Regions from separate parts of the Capra hircus genome. Here region 2 is linked to region 1. The links are chromatin contacts, called in public Hi-C maps. All regions are on one chromosome and are shown on one strand. Each heading gives the region's core, a stretch centred on a gene start, on an enhancer-like site or on the middle of the called end of the contact. The rest is flanking DNA. Distances are from core to core; before and after follow the strand shown.

Region 1 (6,947 bases), core at 2,231-4,730:
GGAAGCGATATTTTTGAAAGCTATGGACGTCCCTGATATCCGCTTAAACCGGACCCCGTTCAGAGACAGTCTTGGCAGCTTGCACACCTCCATCTCCCACTGCACGAGGTTCTCCGCGTGCCCATCGCCGTGGACACAGAAGAGTAAGAAGCGCTCTCTCTGCTCATAGTCGCAGTTATTGGCGTCCAGCACTTTGCGGATTTCCCGCATCATGTCATTGGGATCCATGGAACTAGTGGTTTTCATGCTCCAGGTGAAGCGCAGGGAACGAGGTTTTGCGTCTTTGTTTTCCTCCTTCTGCTCAGCAGACACGTTGCGACTGAAACGCACAGTGGCAGGTTTATTCTTAATGGCACAGGAAACCCCACCTTCTGTACCCTAGCTAGCTCAATGCAGCATAATAAACGATTCCTGGGTCGTTCCTGCAGAGGCTCACCGTTGGTAATCAGTTCCTTCTCTAAGAAGCTTTGATCTAAACTTCCCCCACCCCATCATAAGCCGAGACACAAAAAATCCACCTGGCTGAAAAATCTTCTGGTGAACATTAACAAAATAATTTGTTAAACGGAATCCTTGGGAGTCAGGCAAAGGTAGAGAGTGATCTGAGCACCTCTCCAAGAGCCCAGCCCTTGTCACCCGGGCTGGCTGCAGGCGGCAAGGCCCATCACAGCCCTTCACAGGCCCAGCTCAGGGAGGTGGCGTTAGCAGGCCAGCCTCCAGTTCTGCCCCGCCTGGCTGCTTTTCCTACCAGTTTTTAAAAATTCAACTCATCATAACCTCCACTGTCACTGTTATTCAGGACAATCAGTGACAACAGAATTTAAAATCACTTTCCCTGTAAATGGCCCCAGTTGCTAAACAGAGCTGGGTGGCAGGTGGGCCATTCTCTCAGACCCCTACAAAAACCTCCGCACTTTTCCTTCTCTTCTGTTCATTTAAACTTCTAATACATCACAGTTAAAACCAACTCTTTCCACTGAAACAGGAAAGTGACATGTTGGGACTGATTTGCTGCTGAGCACTAAAACGACTGGCCCAAATGCACACCCTACAGACTCACACAGTGCAGGCTGTGACCCCAGGCACAGCTCTCTGAGGATTCCCAACAGGCGCCTACCAGGTCTGCTCTGTGGCATTTGATCACCACTGCCAGGAACCGCTACTTACGTTCTCCTGTGTGTTTCCGGAGGTCTCAATGAGGACGGTGAATACCTATCACGCTCGATCACTAAAACCTCCCAGTGTATGTATTTAACACACTCAATCCTTTGGGAAATTCATCAGCACTAAGGGTGGGCCATGGGTTTTACTATGTACGTAGCTCTCCCTGTCATCCACCTGCTAGGAGAATACGCAGTTTGGTTCACATCTACCAAAACTGTTTGAAAGCTTCCCAAGTATAAAGTGCTGTCAAATATGACATAGGTTATAAAAAAAGCAAAAGCACTGAGAGCCGGGGTCAGAGGAGGAGAGACTAAACTTCAGGGACACAGCCGCAGCAGAGGTGAGGCGCGGGCAGTCTGCTAGAGTCGCAGAGAGGCAGAGCCCGCCTCGCGGGAGGACTGAGAGAAGGGACAGGAAGGGCAGGGGTGGGGAGCAGTGTCTGAGGAGTGCTATGAAGAGCCCAGGGGCTTTCAACAACATGATGGAGGTGGTTTAAGCCTGCCTGCTGAGCAGAGGCAATCTAAGGCAGGCAAGGAGGTACGGAAGCACAGAATGCGTCCTGAGCCCCTGATCCTCAGCACACCAGGAGGAAGGTTCTGTCCCGCCCCCCGCCCAGGGCTGGAAACAAACTCAGGACAGCTAGACCTGCTCCAGGGCAGGCTGGGGGTGCTGCCTGCCTCTCGCCCCAGACACGTGCTCAGCTGAGGAGGTTGTGTGTGGGGGAAACTGAAGCTGCTGAGGCCACACAGGGCCTCGTGTGGACAGGCTCGAGCAGGCAATGGGGCCACTGCAGGCTTTCATTCAGGAAGTCATATGACCAGAGTTGTGCCTCAGGGAGAGAGCAATGCGCTAACAAGGACCTCAAACAGCACGGTAGTGACCGGTACAAAGAAGGGCCCAAGTGGAAGAAATCTAGAGTCCTGAGCCCATCTGGTCACTCTCTCTGTAGCCAAATCCACGCACTGACAGCTAAACAAAACTTAAAAGCAAAAACCACTCAACCACATAATCATTCTTTTTTCATTTTTTTTGGCTGCACTGTATGGCTTGTGGGATCTTAGTTCCCCAAGCAGGGACTGAATTCAGGCTGTTGGCAGTGAAAGTTCAGAGTCCTAACCACTGGACCTCCTGGGAATGCTCCACATTATTATTGTTTATATATATATGAAAAAAAGACACTTAATTTGAAATGTGAAAATTCTCCTAGGGAACTCCCTGGAGGTCCAGTGGTTAGGACCCAGTGTTTTTACTGCTGGGGCCAGGGTTGGAGTTCAATCCCTGTTCTGGGAACTAAGATCCCACAAGCCACGTTGCAAGGCCAAAAAAAGAGAAAAGAACATTCTCCTGAATATTCTGCTTTCCTTCCTCGAGACCAGAACTAGGCCAGGAGTATTCACATGTCGACAGTGCTGCCACAGACTCCCGGGCCTCAGGGGGCGCAGGCAGGAGGAATGGCAGCTTAACGCCTAACCGGTGGCAGGAACGCGACGGGGTTGGGCGATGTGCAGGCGGCCGCGCCGCCGCAGCGCCCTCGCGTGGCCGCCGGGCGTCAGCACACACGCTTCCTGACCGCAGACTGCTGCCCGCCCCAAGCCACCCCACGTGGAACAAGGATATGACGCAGAACAATCGAGACGTGTTGCCTCTGCCACAGAAATGAAGTAAATACCTATAAAATATTTTAAGTAAAAATCATTTCCCTCACCTGGAGCCCTCATATCTCCCGTTCCTCTCATATTCAGTTGGAAGCCTCAATGAATAGAATGCAGAAGCACAGAGAAGTGGGAAAGAGAAAAGAAATCTTACACACCAGTACACGACCAACCCAAACATAAACAGACATTATAAAATGAACCCAAAGCACTTTTTGGTCACCTGTTGAGCTCATTACGACTCTCACTCTCGCAGGTGTGACTCAGCCAAAACCCATCTGTGTGCCCAGGAAGGCTGTGCAGGAGGCAGGCTGCACACCCGGCTCACATACACAGCAGGCGTTCCTGCCCAGCTCTGGAAACTGTGCACACGCATGGCTTTCGACTGGAGTTATTCTGACTTTTTAATCACTCCCCAAAGTATGTGCTTAGTCACTCAGTCGTGTCTGACTCTTTGTGACCCTATGAACAGTAGCCCACCAGGCTCCTCTGTCCAAGGGATTCTCCAGGCAAGAATACTGGAGTGGGTTGCCATTTCCATCTCCAGCCCCGAAGTACAGGGGGTTTCCAATTAAATCATCACAGAGTGGAAAGAAGGAAGAAAGCACTCTTCCTGTGGTTTCTGACAAAGAGCTCCCGTGAATAAGGCCTCTCTGTGACCCACTTGTGGCATCTCAGGTGAAACCACGGCCTGGCCTCTGGGCGCTGGGAGGCGCGGGCAGGACAAGGCTGCAGTGGCCACCTTCCCCTGGAGGGCGTGTGTCCTGAGTGTGAGCAATGCCCCGGGCTCTGGACTGTCACATCACAAAATATCCACCTGGTAAGAGTGACATTTACTACAGTAAGACATACTTTCTTCAGAGGTTGATGCAAAGTGCCTTTTAGATACAATACTATTTACTCTTCAACTCAGCCTTTCCCTTATGCAATCCTCCATGAAATTAAAAAAAAAAAAAAAACCACACAATTACCACTTACCTTTTGCATGCCTGGAGCTAACCATTAATTGCGTATTGTTACTGAACATCTCATTCTTCAAACAGAAGCATGCCAAGTGTTATTAGTATGAAGAAAGAATTATTTGGATGCTAACAATTCTACCAAAGGAAGAAAATGCACAGAGCATGCGTAGGCCTCTTGTTACATGGGTGCAACAGTCCCTTTTAAGATGCCTGACAGAGTTAATCTCTTTCTCTCCAATTTCCTTTCAAAGAAATAAGTATTTAGTTCTCAGCAGAAAGTTTAGTTTTCAAGGAAAAAAACAGGGCTACAAAGCCAAACCTGATGTTAATTGCAGGAGCCATTTCGGAGTGAGATTGAAAAAAAAATGTGTATATATAAATCCTACCTTTTGATAAACCTGAATGACATGTTTCTAAAAGAAATTAAGCCAAAAAAAAAAAATTAACAAAAATGACTTGCACAAGTTAAATAGTTAATTACAGATAGAATAAAACCAGCAAGTAAAACAGGGCTCCTCTCCTGCCCAATGAACAATGAAAACAATAACATCTGATGAAAAAGTAAAATTATCACAAATAACTGAGTGTCTTTAAAACAGAAATATAAAAAAATCTGTACTAATAAGAAAAAATTTAGCAGTAAATATTGACAGTATCTACAATTAAATTTTTTAAGGTTCTTCAGATGGGTACACCTCAAGATAATAAAATTCAACATCTTGTATTAAAGAAAAGCTATTTTCAATATACTAGAAATAAAATAACATTTCTCAATTTTCTTCAAAATATCTTTGAACAAAAAATATCACCTTATTCAGAAACATTAAGAATTTCATTATAAAATATTTATCCATGAAGAGAATCAACACTTATTACAGTGGCTCAATATAAATTACTTTTTAAGGAGAGGGAAAAAAAAAGTCATTGGAAAGTTATTTTTTTCCCTTCCAGTTTTGATATAATTGACATACAACACTGTAATAAGTTCCTGGGAGTTTAAAATAAAGTAGACTTTTTAAAGCTTTTATACCAAAATGATAGAAAATTAAATGATAACACTGGGGGTTTCATTTTTAAGTAATACACTGAAAGAGCTGTATTTAAAAGAACTGACTGCGTGTTAAAAAATTTAAGGCAATGTTTAGGTTGTACTGAACTGAATTTGACAAAAGAAACTTCCAGCTATGGCTCAGGCCAGTATGATCACACGATAAGCATTCCTGGGTGAATGAGTCCTGGGCTTGTTAAACTACTGACATTTCTAAATCGCAGTTCTGGGACAGCACAGGAAGTACCCGTAAGTATTTTGCTGAGTGACTGAATTAACAGTCTTCTTTTTGTTGTTTTATTTTTCTCTAATTTGGGATGACTTTGACACTACTTCAGATGCCTACCAATTTGAAAAGTATATAACTACTGGAGATAACCGCCATCTACTCCATACTCAGATCAATAGTAGTACACTCTGGATTACACATAGTAGGAAAGACACCTGTGAAAACTGATGAAAAGGTCTTTAAGACCTATTTTCATTTCCAATTTTTCTCCCTGAGAAAAGTCAAGGGGACTGCTCAGCAGTCATAGGACTGATTGTAACTTGTCCTCTCACAAACCCCTTGAGGAATGAAGAGGCGCCAGCCCCGGGAGCACTGGGCCCCGCGTGTGCACCGGGCTCTCCCGCCTGCGGGGAACGGGCTCTCTGCAGCACTCAGACTACCCACCGCGCAGCCCGGGGCAGAGGGCGAGCTCGGCACCAGGCCCTGTTTTGCCACGTCCCGGCAGGTCTCCCCTGCGGCATTCGAGTGCCAACACCTGAGCCTTTCAGGCATTAGCACTTTGATCAGCACAATTATTAGGGGAGGATAAGATGCTGCTGGAGCAGCAAGGACTCTGACTGCTCTTAAGAATGAACTGGCTCAACAGAAGGACAACAGGTCTCAACAGGAGGACAGCACCACAGGAGGCTGCAAGTCTGCCTGCAAACCAATGAACAGAAGGCTTTCTGAAAACACTCGAGGGTGGAAATCAGTTAGATGCCCCCCTCTAGAATATTGAACCCCAGCCCTCAATTTCAATTCAAATACATAAAACGAACAATTAGAAAACAAGGGGAAAGGACTCACGTCCACAACAGCCCCTCACTGCTCCCTCCCGGGGACACTAGGGAGTGGGGACCAAGGGCCTCTCCCGAGCCGTGGGCCTGACTCAGCACTCTTCTACCCTAGGGTCCTGAACACGTGCCTTATTCCCTCTAATCTTACCTCCAGTTTCTTCTATAAAATGGGATAATGTGTGCTCCACAGGGTAGACTGTGGAGATTAAATATGTGTGTGAGAGAGAATGTATGTGTGTATACGCACACACATAGGTATATAAAACAAGTATCTCCATATCGATAAATGTACAGACATCTATTTGTGAGCACATAATAAGCATTTGATGTATTGTGGCCGATATTACTTTTATCAATGACAGAATTCAGAAGACAAAAGAAAAAGAACACAAAGGAGACAAGTAAAGGCAACGATTTTATGATGTGCAAGGCTTTATTTAAAGAGCCCAACTGAGACCAAAGCCTAAGGACACAAAGCTGATCATCCTGTGACTGGAGCTTAGACAGACCTGACTGCCACACCCTACTCTGCGCTCTGGGACCAGAAGGTAAAATACCAGCTGATGCTAAGCAGCCTCGTCTGTGAGGAAGGAGCTAAGGCACAGGGAGGCTTGGGAGAGCCCCTGGAATGACCCTGAAAGGAAGCAACGCATTATTCTGGGGTCATCAGACTCTCCTTGGTTTGAACTCACTGTCTCTCCTGCTGCTCAAAAATGGGTGCCCCGAATCTGGCAAGGCCCCTTGGACCACTCAGTTTTTTAGCTCATCCTGGAATGGGAGGTCTCAGCAAAAGGCCTAAGAAGAGAATAAGAGGATAGACCAGAAACATTTTACTCCTCTGACCTCTAGTCAACTGCCAGTGGGTATCTGAAGTCCTCCTCAATCTGGTATTCAACATCCTGACAATGAACAGATAATCTGGGGAAAGACAGCTTAATGTGACTTGTCTGATTTATTTTTTATTTTTGATGTGGACCATTTCAAAGTCTTTACTGAATTTGTTACTATGTTTTTAATCTCACAATTTGTGTTTTTGGCCCTGAGGCATGTGGGGGC
Region 2 (7,442 bases), core at 279-2,778, 62 kb before region 1:
TCGCCTTCACAGGTGCAGGCAGTCTCACAGGTGTGCACCGGCTTGTCACCCGGCCCGCAAAACCCAAGACGGAGCTCATCTCAAGGAGCAGACCCACGGTAAGACTTACTTCAACAAAAGGTTGGGGGTCAGTGGAGAAACCTGTTTGGGCGCTCTTCTTTTTTCCAGTGCTTGTTCACAAACTAAGCTGGGCTAAGGCCCCACCCTGCGGGCAGCTGTCTGCCCTTCCGGAGCATTTTCAGATACCTGTTGAGTATCTTTCTGTCCAAAGAGTGGGATGCTGGGTGCATTTTATGTTCTAGGAATAGAAGTCAGGGGCTGTGGGCACTCAATCAGGGAACTGAACCAGAGGCTTGGGATCCCAGTGACCAGCTGCCCTGCTAACAGGCAGGCATGCTTTGGAATTAACAGGCTCTTTTTAGTCCTTCTTTAAGGATGGTTTAAAGGATGCTTTCCAGCCTCCCTCCTTAGCCTGTTGGCAAATGAAGTGTTAGTATTTAGATTTAACTTGGTTTAAACTTTCTATCTGCAGCCCATTCCATGCCGTTAGCCCATATTTTCATATGACAGCTGGAATGAAGGTCTAGGGCTCCCTCAAACTAAAACATCCTTCCCCAGAGCGGGGCAACTTCTAAAAACTGCTTGCCACTCCTTGCCGCTGCAGATATTCATCTTTGGGGACCTCTGGTCAGGAACAGGGATGTATGCACACACCGTTTCCAAACCAGAACTGTTCAACGTGTTGATGAGCCTACGAAATACGATAGTAAAGTTTGCCACCACTTGAGGAAAAGCACTAATAATCTACATGCAGCCAAACGCGCTGGCGCGCACACACATTCCGTGCATATCAAGAGCACCCTAACCGTAAAGACTAATTATCCTCGACAAGAAATTCGGCACAAATCAACTTGCCAGCGGACTCTGCCCCTACTTGTCAAGAGCCCTGGGGTGGCGGCGACGCAGGAGCCTCGGAGGCTCGGGACTGCCCCACTCTCCCCGCCGCCTGTGTCCGCGCGGCGGAGCGCCGGGGGCCCGGCCCGCGCCGGCTCAGGGACCCGGCTCTTGGGGAGCTCCGCCGACGCGGGGGACGCCACCACAGGTGTCCCTGGGGGGCGCGGCCCGGCCTCTCCAGGAACCTCACTCACCCGGCTCGGCGCCGCATCCCTGCGCTCGGCGCCGCGCTCGGGGGCGAGCTGACAGCCGCGGCCCGAGAAGGCGCGGCAGAGAGCGGTGACGACGAGGCTCCTCGCCGGCCGCCGGGCCGCCATAGCTGCCCTCCGCCGACTCTCGCGCCGCACGGCAGAGTCGCGACGTCGCGAGGCGCTACCTTACGGCACCGTCGCAAAGTCCGCGGGAGGGCACGGCGCGGCCGACCGTGCGCTCGCCCGGCGTCTGTCAGGGCAGCGGCTCCTCGGGAGCTGCCATTCTCGGCGGCTTCTGCGCCGGGCGACCAGCGGCGGGCTCGGCCAGGGGAGAAGTGCGGCGCGGACGCCGGAGGACGTTTTTCCCGAGGCGGGGGGGCGGGTGTTCGGCCGGGCCCGGGGCGACGGCGGGAGCTGCGGAGTCGCAGGGCGTCGGCGGCGACGCGCGCCATGGCGCGGGCGGCACAGGTGAGCGAGGGCGGCCGCGGCGCGGCCCCTCTCCCTCCGCGCGGGCGGCCCCGGACGATCCCCGTCTCCCGGGTCCGGAGCCGGCCGGGCCCGAGTCCCCTCCCTCCGCGTCGGCTCGCCCGGCCCGGCCGAGCGCGCCCGCCCCCTCCCCCGCAGGCCATTGTGAGGTCAGGCCGGCGGGTGCGTCGTGGGGTCCGGGCGAGACGCCCGGAGCGGCCGCCGCGGCCAGTAGCTGCCGCCGCCACCGCCGGCCCCTTCACCGGCTGCCCCGTCCAGACCTAGCCGGGAGGGCTGAGAGGGATGCAGCTTGGGGCCCGGCTCCGGTGCCGCACCCCGTAAAGGGCTGACCTACCACCTGGCCACTTCACCCGCGGGACGCCAAGACCAAGCCCGCTTAGACCGCGTCTGGGTAAAGTGCCGGGAGGGCAGGGCGAGGAGGGAGGAAAGAGCCGAGGCAGCCCGCCGCTCCGGGCCTCTCCGGAGGCGCGTTCTTGGCTCGGACACCGGCAGGGGATTAGTTTCGATTGAGCATCCATCCCCCGCCCGTGAGCGTTTGATAGAAACCCAAGAACGTGGGCGGGGGGGGGAATGCATTAAGCCACTCAAGCCTTAATGGGAGGCTGATGAATGAGTTAGTCATCGTTGTCTCATTGTCTTGCGGTGTGTTTTGGAGGGGGGAGCATAACAGGGCCTAGGGGGTACCAGGCCTCCAAAGCCCAAGCTAGTGCCTTTATCATAATGCCAGGCGCCTTCCCTGTGGAATTCAAGCCTCTGCAGGGAAGGTTTATGAGGTACACAAAGGGTGGGGCGAGAAACAGGGCGTCTTTCTGGAAGTGTTTAACGGGCGGAGAGGCATGTAGAAACGGGGACTTCCGCGAGTGCCCGAGAACCCCATTGTTTCAGTGGCTCAGTTCCTTTTACGGGAAGCTAGGCCGGGTGGGTGGAGAAGGAAATGGCAACCCACTCCAGTGTTCTTGCCTGGAGAATCCCAGGGATAGGGGAGCCTGGTGGGCTGCCCTCTCTGGGGTCGCACAGAGTCGGACACAACTGAAGCGACTTAGCAGCAACAGCAGCAGGCCGGGTGGGAGTGCTTAGATGCCCCCAAAAGGCCCGGAAGGTTATAAGAGCTACTGGTTTACTTTCCACAAAGGTGCCCTTCTCTTGCCAAGAAGCAGCTTCCACTGTGAAGACCTAAGGTGCTTGTGCTTTTTCCAAGCTGACAGCTCAACCTCATGCCATACTTATGTAGGCACACACTGTTCTCTTTTACAACTGAGGAAAATTGAGGTTCCCAGGCCCAGCAGTCCAGCTTATCTTCCACACTGCAATAACCCAGTCTCAATCACTGCCATATGGAGGTTGCTTGCGGGAGAGGGGTTGATAGACTCTGCTTTCTGTACTGAAGTGTGGTCTTTGGATTGCAGTGACAACAGGCCCTTTCGTAAGCGTATCTTTTTAGAATGAGGTAATAATACACAAGTACCATTCTTCAGGCTTTGTGGTGTAACAAGTTATTTTTGTCATCTTTTAGTGCTTGTGAAACTGAACACAACAAAAGTATGGAGATGGGAAACCAACACCCTTCTATTAGTAGGCTTCAGGAAATTCAAAAGGAGGTAAAAAGCATAGAACAGCAAGTACTTGGTTTCAGTGGTCTGTCAGATGACAAGAATTACAAGAAACTGGAGAGGATTCTCACCAAACAGCTTTTCGAAATAGACTCTGTAGATACTGAAGGAAAAGGAGATATTCAGCAAGCCAGGAAGAGGGCGGCACAAGAGACAGAGCGTCTTCTCAAAGAGTTGGAGCAGAATGCGAACCACCCACACCGGCTCGAAATACAGAACATTTTTGAAGAAGCACAGGCCCTGGTGAAAGAGAAGGTTGTGCCGTTTTATAGTGGAGGCAACTGTGTAACTGATGAGTTTGAGGAAGGCATCCAGGATGTCATTTTGAGGCTGACACATGTCAAGACCGGAGGCAAGGTCTCCCTGCGGAAAGCACGGTATCACACCTTAACCAAAATATGTGCCGTGCAGGAGATTATCGAGAACTGCATGAAGAAGCAGCCTTCCCTGCCGCTCTCTGAGGACGCGCACCCCTCTGTGGCCAAGATCAACTCTGTGATGTGTGAAGTAAACAAGACTAGAGGCACACTGATTGCCCTTCTGATGGGCGTGAACAACAAGGAGACGTGCAGGCACTTATCTTGTGTGCTCTCGGGGCTGATGGCTGACCTGGATGCTCTCGATGTGTGCGGCCGCACAGAGATCAGAAACTATCGGAAGGAGGTCGTGGAAGATATCAACCAGTTACTGAGATACTTGGACTTAGAAGAGGAAGCAGACACCACGTACGCATTTGACCTAGGACAGAACCATTCCATTCTGAAAATAGAAAAGGTCCTCAAGAGAATGAGAGAAATCAAAACTGAACTTCTCCAAGCACAGAATCCTCCTGAATTGTACCTGAGCGCCAAAACAGAACTACAGGGTCTGATCGGACAGTTGGATGAGGTGAGTCTGGAAAAAAACCCCTGCATCCGGGAAGCCCGGAGAAGAGCAGTGATTGAAGTGCAGACCCTCATCACTTACATTGACTTGAAGGAAGCCCTGGAAAAGAGAAAGCTGTTGGCTTGTGAGGAGCACCCCTCACACAAGGCGGTCTGGGACGTACTGGGAAACCTGTCGGAGATCCAGGGCGAAGTGCTCTCCTTCGACGGCAATCGAACCGACAAGAACTACATCCGCCTGGAAGAGCTGCTCACCAAGCAGCTGCTCACCCTGGATGCGGTGGACCCGCAGGGTGAGGAGAAGTGTAAGGCCGCCCGGAAACAGGCCGTGAAGCTGGCGCAGAACATCCTCAGCTATCTGGACCTGAAGTCGGACGAGTGGGAGTACTGAACAGCCAGAGAGAGCCTGTGGCTCCTGATTCTGGTTTTGCACTTTAATGCACACATCTGTGTATCTGTAGAGAGCTTTCAGTTCGCTGAGCCTAAATGTGATTTATACATGCATTTATCAATCTCAGTATTTAATGATTTAAGCAAATTATATTCAGTATCTGCTGCTTTTGATGTTGCAAAAGAAATATTACAGCGCATTAACTTTTGCATTTGGATCGCTATCCTTATGTTGTGGTGTGGTTTTTGGGGTTTTTTAAAAAATCAGAAAATGAAATGGGGCAGCTTTTAAACCTTTTTTTTTTAGCTTTTAAAACATTTTTAATGGTTGTTCAAGCATTAAAATACAGCTATTTCAGAATCTAGAAATATGTGATAAATACTAAGACAATTATGAGGAAGGAGGAAATTTTTGGTTAAATAGAAGTAAGGTCCAAGCACAAACACAGTACAATGATATGTTTTGTTATTATGCTAAATACAGCAGGATTTTTTTTCATTCATAAAACCCAGTGGTCCCACCCAATTTAATAGGGTGGGAATATGTTTTTTCTAGATGGTTGGTTCTTTGATAAACATGCTTTTGTTTAAAATACAGTGTCTGTATGTTCCCCTATACCCTGCCTTTGGGAGGGAGTCTTATTTTTGTGAGCAATATAAGAAAATTATGAAAATTAGTAGCAAAAACACCTTTGAGACTGCAGCGAAGAAGGGATGAAGCACCAGCTGATACTTTCGAGTTGTTTTTGTTTATAAGATCTAAACTTATAATTTCCCTTAGAAATCAATAAGTATAAGAACATTTAAATGAAGCTAATGAACTTTTTAAAAAAAAAAGATAAAATACCCACACCCATAGTAAGATAGTGAAAAATGGGAATCAGTTACCAATTATCAGGTTATGCTAAAATAAGCAAAAAAGTCTGCACATTGCATAATGAATGGGCTTCCTCGAAATGAACTGCCTTGCTCCACATTCCTGACGCAGGTGAGAGCAGAGGCCGTCAGCAGCCTCGCAGGACCAGGTCTGCCAGCTTGTTGAGCTCCTGGCCCCTGCTGTGCTCCTTAGCTCGCGTACCTGGCACATGGATGTTTCTCTAGTGCCTGAAAGGGCCAGTAAGGTCTTTTTCCACTAAAGGGTATACATATTTCTGTATATTTGAGGAGCCAGTTTTACAGTTGCCTGTTGATGTGAACAAGAGAATTTCCCAAAGTTCTGAAGTGCCTTGATAACATGGTGCCCCAGCGTCATAACAACAAACTGCTCTGTAGTCATCCTCACGAAACAATCCTATCAGAGTACATCTTTTGAACTCTGAAGTAATTCATTGTTTTCTTTCAGATATTAATTTGTTAACTTTGTAAACAGCTAAAAAATAAGGTGGATAAAGGAATAGCCCTAAATACCTAAAAGATTAAATGTGTGGCCCTAAGGAATTTCCACTTTGTCTCAGTACTGCCCAATAATGAAAAGCCTTGACGTGTCCTTCCTACTAGAAATATCCTAGATTCGTAGGATAGTGGGGTCAAAGGGCAATCGGTCTTTGGGTGATGAACCTCCCGTCTGCACATCCAGTGGGCTCTCAATGCCCCTTATTGGTAGCTCATTCCAACCAAATGAAATCTTGTTAAATTCAAGCACAGTTTGAGTTATGTCAGTGGGCGATCAAGGCGGTAACCTCACTTCAGACGCACCCACATCTTGCACCAGGCCTCCTGCTCACGGTGACTTCAGATCTGAAAGTTCACTGGCAGCACTTTCTTTGCCTGTCCACCGTTAACCTAAAAGCCCATCTTCCCCTCCCGTTCATCTCCAGCAGTTTCCCGTGACTCGCAGAGACGGCTCAGACGGCTTAGCTTTGAGCGTCGGGGTGAGTCCAGGATACTGAGCCGTCCAGTCATCTCGGATTTCTCACGTGGATTATTTTGGTCCCTGAGATAATCAGATCAGCCTTGAGTGACTGCTGAGGAGTGACGTTTCCTGACTTCAGTCTGCTCTAGCTCTTTGTACCTGGTGACCCTCTTCCCTTAATGAGCCCTCGCTACACTGGGTTTAGCTCTCCTTCTCCCTTGTTGGGACGCGGCGTGTGACCATGGGCTGCTGCATGTAATTTGTTTACGTTGGGCTCACCGCCTTGTGTTTTATGATCTTACGTGAAGAATCTGTACTAGAAGTGAAACCTACCTACCCCCTCAAAGTGTCTGGCCTTGGGCCTGCATTAAACTGTATCGTACGTGTTCATGCAAAAAAAAAAAAAATGGCTGGCAACGTTTGCTTTCTTTACCTTCCCTCAGCATTGCTTTCAGGCCATTCTTGCTCCAAGTGGACCGATCAGCCTGGAATGAAGTAGTTACGAGAATAAATGTAATGAATGTGTCTTAAGTACAATTTAATGCTCTATTTTGCTGAACTGCCTTGGTATAATACATTGATATTTGACATGATTTAGTATATTTGAAAGGCTTAGCCAGTATTTTTGTCATTTGTTTTACTTGGCCAGTTCTTAATCTGTTTGTTTTTTTTTTTTGAGGCTCTAAGCTTATCCTGTACATACAGGTTTTTCTAAACAAAGCTCTTTAGCTTTTAACTCATAGTGTTTTTCTCAAGAATAATTGGAGAAATATTTGCCGTTGTCAATGTGTAATAAAGGTGTGTCATTCCAGTGTGTGGTTCCCATCCCCCTCCATCAACCGCGTGACTGTTGTAGTACCATGTCTGAAATAATTCAGCATCATTTTGAGATATACATACTAGTATACCCTTAATTATTGATGAAATAAACAAAAAATCTCTTAGCTTATCTTTGCAGTGGAGAAAGGCTGTGAGTCAGGTGTGAGTTCTGTTCCCATGCTCTCACCTTCAGGTCCTGTCTGACTTGGGTGTGTCCTGGGCCAGGCCGGAGCCGGGGGCGCCTTCAGTCTAGTTG

What was found. A called contact is a pair of places that touch in the nucleus more often than the background predicts.
Region 2: a contact with region 1 is called in a Hi-C map of blood, with 2.8 times the contacts expected there. The contact joins the promoter of APOPT1 here to the enhancer-like site in region 1. A contact is called at or near these places in 2 of 5 Hi-C or Micro-C datasets (both in blood).

The regions. Positions count from the first base shown.
Region 1 is chr21:67,405,799-67,412,745 of ARS1.2, reverse strand. It overlaps MARK3 (MAP/microtubule affinity-regulating kinase 3), which reads right to left. Exons shown (of 16, transcript XM_005695431.3): 16 at 1-319. Among named protein-coding and RNA genes, the nearest start is that of CKB, 27 kb to the left of the region's middle. Within about 2 kb of position 3,480, at least 2 of the 5 cell types and tissues checked have an H3K27ac peak or open chromatin away from gene starts, as enhancers often do.
Region 2 is chr21:67,465,022-67,472,463 of ARS1.2, reverse strand. It overlaps APOPT1 (apoptogenic protein 1, mitochondrial), which reads right to left and starts at 1,528. Exons shown (of 5, transcript XM_018066189.1): 1 at 1,149-1,528. The coding sequence starts at 1,271. It overlaps BAG5 (BAG family molecular chaperone regulator 5), which reads left to right and starts at 28. Exons shown (of 2, transcript XM_005695434.3): 1 at 28-98; 2 at 3,145-7,179. The coding sequence starts at 3,173. The coding sequence ends at 4,516.